Regions from separate parts of the Mus musculus genome. Here region 2 is linked to region 1. The links are chromatin contacts, called in public targeted proximity ligation maps. All regions are on one chromosome and are shown on one strand. The core of a region is the stretch at or near the end of the contact, and the rest is flanking DNA. Distances in the headings are between cores, read along the strand shown. Region 1 overlaps A430093F15Rik (RIKEN cDNA A430093F15 gene). Region 2 overlaps Ms4a15 (membrane-spanning 4-domains, subfamily A, member 15).

Region 1 (4,277 bases), core at 1,002-3,501:
AATTCATTTTTTCTTTTTTTAGTTTTTAGTTTTTTAGATAAATTGGGTAGGCACAAGTGTTAGTGCATGGAGCTCGGACATGGCTTTTTATGGTAGAGCTGCAGAGTTTGATAGCTACAGTGACTGTAGCTATCAAATCCTAAGGTATTTTTTAGTCCCCTTGCCTGGCTCCTGACCAATAGCCAAACCCGCAAAAGTGCATTGTTTGGATAACATAGTCTCTGTGCTGTGATTCAGCTAAGAGTTTAAGAACTCTAAGAAAGCAGTTTGTGTTCAGGTATGCGTGACCAGCATCTCCCAGGAGAAGCCATCTTTTAAACCAACTCTAGAGAAGGCAGGCCTCTTACTGAAGACGGAGCAGGGACTAATGGCCCCTCAGTAGGCATTGGCGTTGGCTGTGGACATTTTGGGAAGGAGCTCTTCCAGAGCCTTCAGTTTCAGCGTTTGTAGCCGACAGATGAAAGTTTGTATGAGTCCATGTGTTCACTTACAAACACCCTGAGGTGTCCCTGGATGCCTTCCGTGGCCCCTTCTCAGGTTACAAACTTCCTGGACCTGTAGCAGCCTCAAGGAAGCCAGACACAGCAAACTGGAAGGGTGCTATACCCTGCCAGCCCCACCCTGGTACAAGACTTGAGGACTGGCACATATGTCTGTCACCCACTCCGTGGTCAACCAGGGCAACTTAGTGAGACTCTTGACTCCAAAAACATAAAATTTTTAAAATGAAGGAAAGGTTGAACTTATAGCTCAGTGGCAGGGCGCTTCCCGGATGTGTGTGGGTCATGGGTTCACCCTCAGCATTGCCAGACAAATGCTCATCTAGAGATTGACTGGCCTCTGGATTGCCAGTTGGAGGCCTTAAAGAGGGGAAAGTCTATACTGTGGACTCATGTCTCAGCTATGGCCAGTGAGACTCTCTCAGCATCAGTGACTTCGTCTCCAAAGCTGGGCAAAGTCCTGGAATTTGCCAGCAATCCTTGGGCCTCAGCCGCTCCTCTAGAGAGAGGAGAGGGTGATGTGTTGCAAAGCCTCTCCTTAGGACACTGCATCTCTGCTGGCTGAGCCTCTTGGTAATGGTTTCTGCTGATGCTGAGGTACAGTTGGGTCTGGTAGATCCGAAGCCCCTATGGGAGCTCTGTCCCTCAGTCACTCCTGGAAGTGAGGGCTGGGCCACTAAGGTTATGGGCCAATGAGCACTCTTCCCTTGAGTGCTTGAGATGTTGCCAAAGGTCCCTTTGTAACTCCCCTCCCCCAAGGAAGCCTCTCAGACCAGAGGTGCACTGCATCTATAGATCCAGATCCTGGAGGGGGTGGCTGCTAAGATGGTGACGATAAAACTGTTGCAGACACATAAAGCTTTGCTTTCTGTTTTTTGTGTGGGCACTGTCCTGGTGGGGGGAAATCAGATGTCCTTGAATGGGTTTATTAGAGGGGTTCATTGTCTTGCCACACCCTTGGCGCCTGAGCGGGAAGAGAGGCTGACAGTGGTAAGAGAGGAAGTCTCAGACTCAGTCTGGGCTGGGTTTGAGTCTTTCTGGGGCTAATAGCTATGACTGCCACTGAGGGTTGTTACACGAGCAAGTTAGAGAACAGAAGAACGAGGAGCCCTTGAACATGAACAGGTGACATATTTGCAAACTCAATGAAGACTGTGAAGAATGTGGGAGCAGAGGGGTGGCTTTGGCTTCTGTTCTATATGAGTTTAGTACAAAAACCATTTCTCAGCTGGCCGTGGTAGTCCAGGCTTGCCATCCCAGCACTTTGAAGGCAGAGACAGGAAGGTCATGAGTTAGAGTTAGCCTGGGCTTCATAGTGAGAGCCTGTCTGTTGTCCTCCCCTGTTTCTCTCTGCTTTTGGGACAGTAGCTTATGTGTCTCACTCTGCTCCTTTGAAGCCTCACTTCTAATTACTTTTAATTAGTTCATGTTGCTTAATTAAAAAGTGATGAACTTGGGGACCTGCCTGGTCAGATGTGTTACTCAGAGCTCTGGCGGGGCCTGAGTGCCTACAGCCTGGAGAAGGACACCCGAGGGTGATGTCAGCGAGCTTCAAATTAAGAAGGGGGCAGGGAGGTGTTGGAGCTGGGGGATGATGACAATGGGTTCTTGTTTTAATTTGGAGCAGGAGTGAAAAAAGGCAGTGACACTCATCTGTGACGTTTGAAAAACCTTTGTGGGACACAGATGTTCAGGTAGAAGAAGGGTAGCCTATTTATAGAAAGACATGTCAAAGGAAGAAACAAGCCTGCTTCTTAAACAAAGAGAGACAATTAACCTAAGACCTTCCCTGGCTGCACACACAGTAGGGTAGATGCCTTGGAGGTCACGTGGGCCAGATGGTCCTGGGCAGCCCCACATGGAGGCTAGTCTAGTTCTCTATCCCACCCCTTCCTTGTGGGTGATGAGGGTGCCTCAGGGCTGTGCGAGGGCATTTTTCTGAGCTGGCTACTGGCTCATGCTCAACTTTCACTGAGTTTGGTCATCAGCGGGTTTCTCTGCTCTGACTACCTGAATTAGCATCTTTGTGTCTCCATTGGTCCTTGTAGAGCAGTGTTCTCCAAGCGCACTTAGGAAGGTGGTGGGCAGCAGGCCTTTCACCTGCAGATTTGGGTAATTGAGATGCAGCCACTGTGGAGCAGGGTATCAGCCTGCCTCTCCTTCACAGGGGACTCTGCTGTAATGGGGCGAAATCTCCTAAATCCAGACTGTGCACTTAGTGTCTCATATGTATCTTTTTCCTTCCTTCATTAATTAATTTATTTACTTTACCTTCTGATCCAAGCTTCCCTCCCCTTCTCTCCTCTCACTCCCACCCCCACCCCTCCCAAAAAAAGCAAACAGGACTGGTAAACTGTAGCTTCACAGTGGAGACAGCTGTCGGAAGCCACTTCAGGCAGACATACAAGGTCAGCATCTGTCATGGTGACTGGCAGTGTGTGCCATTGGCACAGGTTGAAGATGCCAGTCATCCCTAGGTTTTGGACCCAGACTCTTGGTGAAGGGATTGGAAAAACAGATCAGGCTGATTGCTATTGGCCTTGAAGTCTCCATCCCCCTCCTCAGCTCTCTAGTGCTGGGATTACAGGCTTGTCCTGCCACGCCTGACTGCTATTCTCTTAATTGTGATAAATTCATGTTGCTTGCGCAAGTGGCTCATAACAGGAAAGTGAGCCCAGGGTGTAGGGAAATTTTCTGTGCCATCTATGAAAGTCTTAAAATAATTTAAAATAAAAGTTGTTTTTAAAGGGAAATATGGCCCGAGGCAGATGGCGAGAAAGCTGCGCTGGCGGCCAGAAGGGATCGGAGCCAGCTGGAGCCACGAGTCAGGGCAGACTCTCAAAGCTCAGTTTCCTTGGATGGTATGTGTGTGAGAGGAGGTTGGGGCTGCCCCCTTGGCCTCTGAGCTGATGGTTTTCTTGCTTCCTCTTCAGCTCTCCATCTAGCCCTGAGGCCGACACCCTAAACTTCTGGGACCCCAGGAATGTGGGATTCAGAGAGGCCAGTTCGGCTGGAGACAGTTCCACACCAAGGATGCTTTTCCCAAGGACACAGTCCCTATCTTCTAGGTGCCTGGACTCCACACGTGCCGAGTGCTCCTGAAATGAAGTTCTAGAACCTACAGCCACTGGACAGGTCTCTAGTGGAAAAGCAATGCCTGTGAGTTTGCTTGGGCTGGCCTTGAACTCACTATATAGTTAAGTATGATCATGAACCTCTCATCCTCCTGCCTCAGGCTCCTGAGTGTTGGGATAACTGGTGTGTTTCCTAAAAGCAAGACTATTTCTTTACAGACTCCGGCATACGTTCAGAGCATGAAACTTGACCCTGATTGCATCCTGTTACTTGACTTGTAAACCTCACTCTGTTTGTGCCTGCCCATCAATGCCTTCTTAGTAAAGGAAAACCCTAGCACCATGGCTGCCTCTCTCAGGCCCCTCTGAGAGGAGGCTGCCCCTGAGTCTTTGTATTTTGTCTTTCAAGAAACACATGTTGGATGCTTTGTAAAATGTCAAAGATCCCATTGAAAATAAATTTATTTTTATTTTATTTTCTACACAATGAGTTTAAGGAAAATCTAGTAAGGGAGCCAGAGGAGCAAGCAGTTCACAGATAAAATCTTGAAGACACATGGGGGGAAATGGGCCAAGGAAGTGCTTTGAATCAATGGCAAAGTCACTCAGGGTCTTCACAGGGTAGGGCCCAGAGCAAGTGTCACGTCTGTCATCCTCCCTAGGGAGCTCCCTACTGCCAGAGCCTTTGCAGCTCCCATTAACA
Region 2 (4,277 bases), core at 840-3,339, 200 kb after region 1:
CTCACTGATTCAGATAGATTTGTTGGCCATGCAGGCCCATGGGTTCCTCCACTCTGTGCCTCTCCAGTGCTGGGACTACAGACCCGTGTCACTGTGCCCAGCTTCTCACTTGCATGCTGAGCACAGAGACTCAGGTTCCTAACCACGGAGTCATCTCCCCTGTCTCCACACAAGTTGATTTTCACATATGCAATTACCCATGTGATCATCATCGAATTCAAGGCATGGAGATGTCCCTAACTGTAAGAAGTTACCATATCCTGCCTGCTCTTAATGGGGGTACTTGCCTGAATCTCCGATTAACCATGATTAAGCCCTCAGAAGATCCCAAACTTAAAAAGCAAATGCCACCACATTGAGACCAACTTAAAATCTAAGCCACGCTGTTTATTTTTCTCCAAAGTATAGATGATACAAGCCATATGTCAGGGCCTGTGAACACTGGGCTGAAGTGGTGACTCTCAGGGGCACTCCTGCTTTTCAGGCAGGGTTGGGGGAGTATGGAGTGGTTCAGTCTCCTCTGCAGCCTCCTGTCCTAGTAGGTGGGCAGAGCCAGAGTCAATGCCAATCTTCTGTTACAAATAAGGAGAAGGAGGTTCCGGGGTGGAGAAGAGAAATGCAGGGCTTAGCCAAGAGGTGCTTTTTTTTGGTTTTCGAGACAGGGTTTCTCTGTGTAGCCCTGACTGTCCTGTCCTGGAACTCACTCTGTAGACCAGGCTGGCCTCAATCTCCCAAATGCTGGGATTAAAGGCGTGCGCCATCACGCCTTAGTCTTATGTGGTGTAGTTTAACACTCTAGTTTCCGGGTGGGAAAATGAAATCCCAAAGATGTAACAGCAGATGACAAAGGACAGAGCTGATCTTCGGAGCTAGGAGCCTGGAGGTCAAGCCTTGCTCTGAGCCTCTGAAATGCCAGTCTATTCTGGAACATTCTGAGTTCTCCGTGCTTAATGATCTTGAAGACAAACCTCCGAAACCTCTGCGAAGCCAAGATTTCCCACGATGAGCAGAGGACTGAGGAGGAGTGTACGGGACGTCTATGTCAGGTGACAGGGCTGAGAATGGGCACACCCTGGACACCAGCTTTATGCCTTTTTTGGAAAGACAGTATTGGAGGAACTAGGAAATGGATGGAACATGTCACTCAGTGACACAGTGCACATGGCTTGGAGAGTCTCGCTGGGAAACCGCTGCCTTAGAACGGACAAAGTGAGGGTGGAGAGGCTCTGGGTAAAGTGGGAAGCCTGGACTTCAACCTGCAGAACTTGTAATCTATTCTGATGACTCCTTGGGCATATATGCCACGTTGTCATAGGCAGGAGGTGGAGAGACTGCTGGGCTGGGGATGTTGAAATCCGTGCCAAAGGCATTGGGTAGGAAAATCACAGACTGCAAAGAAAAAAAAAAAAAAAAATCCCAAATTTTGGGTGGCTCTGCGGTCTTCGGGGAGCGTTGCAATAGTGCCACCCCGTGGGTATTCAGAGAACAGCAGCTCTCTCACACAAAAGCATCGTGTAACTGACATGTTAGCAAACATTTTCTAGGGTCAGTTATGAGCTAGGACTTGGACACACTGAAGCTAGCAAAGTAGACAAAACCTCATTTCCCCTAGGGGCTAGTGAGCTGATATTTCCTCTCTGGATAGTCTCTGCTGAACCCGGGGCTTCTATAGTTCTTGCCTGAACATGCTGCTCTCACAGTAGTAGTCACTCACTGGGCTCCTTTAATCTAGTTCATCCTCCTGCTCCAACTTTAAATGGCACCTGCCATCCTCTACATTCTCCTTCCAGGCAAGCCTCTGCGCTATCAGAACCCCCTCTTCCCACTCTCTTCCACCCGCCTCCTATTTTCCCCTGGAAAAATGAGCTTCCACTGAGACATGCTGTCTTTTCTGATGTGTCCATCTGTAGGCAGTCTGTGGGCTCCTCTGTGCAAGGTGCACGCCTCGCCCTCCCCAACCCTGTCCTCTGATTCCAGAAGAATTTCAGTTCTGCCTATAGTGTTGGCGCCCCCAGTGGCCACGGGTGAATAGTCCCATTTCAAAACTTGAGGTTCTCATCACAGCTCAGCCACAAAGGGGAAGTGGGAGGGGCTGCAGGAGTAACCTCTTCCTGGACAACAGGCAACCTCAGGGGCTCTGGACGTGGTGTGAGAATACTTACTGCGTTAGTTTGAGCACGGGTGGCTTGGCACCCAAAGTGGGTGGCAATGACAGCGATGAAGAACTCCAGGATGGTGAAGATGGTCAACACGGCAAGGTAGCCCCTGCCCACATCCTGAGAACCCAAACCCACAGTCAAGGCAAACAGAGCGTTTAAAAGTAAAGAGACCCCCTCCCCCCCCGGACCAAGAATAACTTTCCCAGGCAAGAGGCAGATGTGTGTACCTGGCTCCAGCCTTCCTGACTCCAGCCTTGGGCCTCACTCCTTCCATTCTACGGGGTCTCATCTCCCTTCCCCTGCCTTCCCCATCCGACGTGGGGTAGGGTCAAGGTGTCAGTACACTCATGAGGTCTACTGGAGCATCAGGCTCTGCAACTAGCCCAGGACTGCAGACTCTTGGGTCTTCCCTAGTCCTGGCTATAACCCTCATCTCTCTGGGTTTATCACCCCTTGGGACATCTGCCAACACACCCAGTTAGTGACACCAAAGTCCATGAGAAGAATGGCTGTCCCCGCGAAGGCTGCCATGGCACTGAGGATGTTGGTTCCCAGACTGCTCTTCAACTGTGGGAGGAAGAGGAGCAACAAGAAGAGGCAAAGAGGAGAAAGGACACTCACTGTGCCCAGTCTCCTGCACCCTCCTTCCCGGCCTAGGGGCTTGGGGCCATTAGCATTGGAGGAGGCTGGGTTTTCCTTTCCCCATTCTTTCTCTTCTCTTTCCCTGAGACCCCAAGAAAAGGCCCTGATGCCTCTCTCTGCTTCTTCCATCCTCTTGGGAGCTTCTGGGAAGGAGGCCTAACCCTCTTAGTGGCTTTCCTGGGACATGTTTGCAGCATGCATCTGCCACCTCCCTCCCAACCCCCAACTTGTCTTCCCTCAGGCCCAGGCCCATCTACCTTAACAACTTGGTGGCTATTCTCTTGGGGACCCTTCCTGCGACTGCCTCCTCTGAAAGTCTGTGAAGACTTTATCACTAGACTCTTACCATCTACCTTGGGTGGCATTTTGCAAGTGTCTCGTCTCCTCCTTCTGTATGTGGATGTTTAAATTCCTTCTGTGGACACTTAGAAAATCTCCAAGGAGTGCTTGTTGAATGGGCCAAATGAGTGAGCAGATGGGAGCGGGGTCCCGAGTGGCACCCAGGTAGGTGGGCACCATCCCTATCCCTGGCTCTCTGTGTCCATTCAGACTTACCAGGCAACTGGTGTGGTTCCTCTCAGCTGCTACGGAGAGGGACCCAGAGATGATAAACTGTGTGGGGAAGAGAGAGCCCAATGGGGTTTTGGCTGAGACACGTGCAGGGAGCATCATACCTAGGTCCCATCAAGAAGGTAACAGATAGAGGGGCATCAACTTCCTTGTCTGCATCTTGGCCAGGCATCTTGGATATAGTCCTAATCTTAGTGGTTCTGTAAGAGGCCCCTGTCCTTGGGCATGGTGGCACACGCCTTTAATCCCAGCACTTGGGAGGCAGAGGCAAGTGACTCTGTGAGTTCAAGGCCTGTCTGCTCTATGTAGTGAGTTCTAGGACAGCTAGGGCAACAAATAGAGACCCTGTCTCAACAAACAAACAAATAAACAACAACAACAAAAACAAACACAAAGAGGCCTCTCTCTGTCTTGAGACCTCAAGCCATGGTTTACTAGGTATGCATTTTCGTTGACGGTATATTACTGAAGTGTCATAGTACACTCACCTTTCCTTCTAATATTCACTTAACAAGTAGCAGTTGGGTGTCAAGAACATAAAATGAAGAGCTACTTCTCTCATATACACATGAGGGCATGTGCATGCCTCTCTCTCTCTCTCTCTCTCTCTCTCTCTCTCTCTCTCTGTATGTATGTGTGTATGCTTGTGCATGCATGCCTCTGTGTGTGTGTACTTGTGCATGCGTGCCTCTGTGCTAAGGTCAACCTTGAGTGTCATTCCTCCATAGGAACTGCCCACTTCGGTTTTGAGATACGACTTCTTATGTGGACTTGGGCTCACTGATTATGCCAGGTGGTTGACCAGTGAGTTGTGAGAAGGGCTGTCAGTCTCTTTTTCACCAGCCCAGGTGGGCTTTTGACAAGGGTGGTGGAGGTAAGGACTCAAGCCCTCACTCTTGCCGTGTA

What was found.
Region 2: a targeted proximity ligation map of memory CD8 T cells shows a contact between it and region 1, with 6 read pairs. A contact is called at or near these places in 2 of 39 promoter capture datasets (HPC-7-derived erythroid cells and liver), 2 of 484 Hi-C or Micro-C datasets (the HPC-7 cell line and nephron progenitors), 1 of 130 datasets of targeted methods (memory CD8 T cells) and 3 of 9 other capture datasets (adipose tissue, liver and pancreatic islet).

The regions. Positions count from the first base shown.
Region 1 is chr19:10,781,985-10,786,261 of GRCm38.p6, forward strand. A430093F15Rik (RIKEN cDNA A430093F15 gene) reads left to right here. Exons shown (of 4, transcript NR_027805.1): 2 at 1-1,097; 3 at 3,249-3,361; 4 at 3,434-4,059. Among named protein-coding and RNA genes, the nearest start is that of A430093F15Rik, 43 kb to the left of the region's middle.
Region 2 is chr19:10,977,937-10,982,213 of GRCm38.p6, forward strand. Ms4a15 (membrane-spanning 4-domains, subfamily A, member 15) reads right to left here. Exons shown (of 7, transcript NM_001034898.2): 4 at 3,357-3,413; 5 at 2,634-2,726; 6 at 2,163-2,276; 7 at 371-1,389. The coding sequence ends at 1,273. Among named protein-coding and RNA genes, the nearest start is that of Ms4a10, 5.4 kb to the left of the region's middle.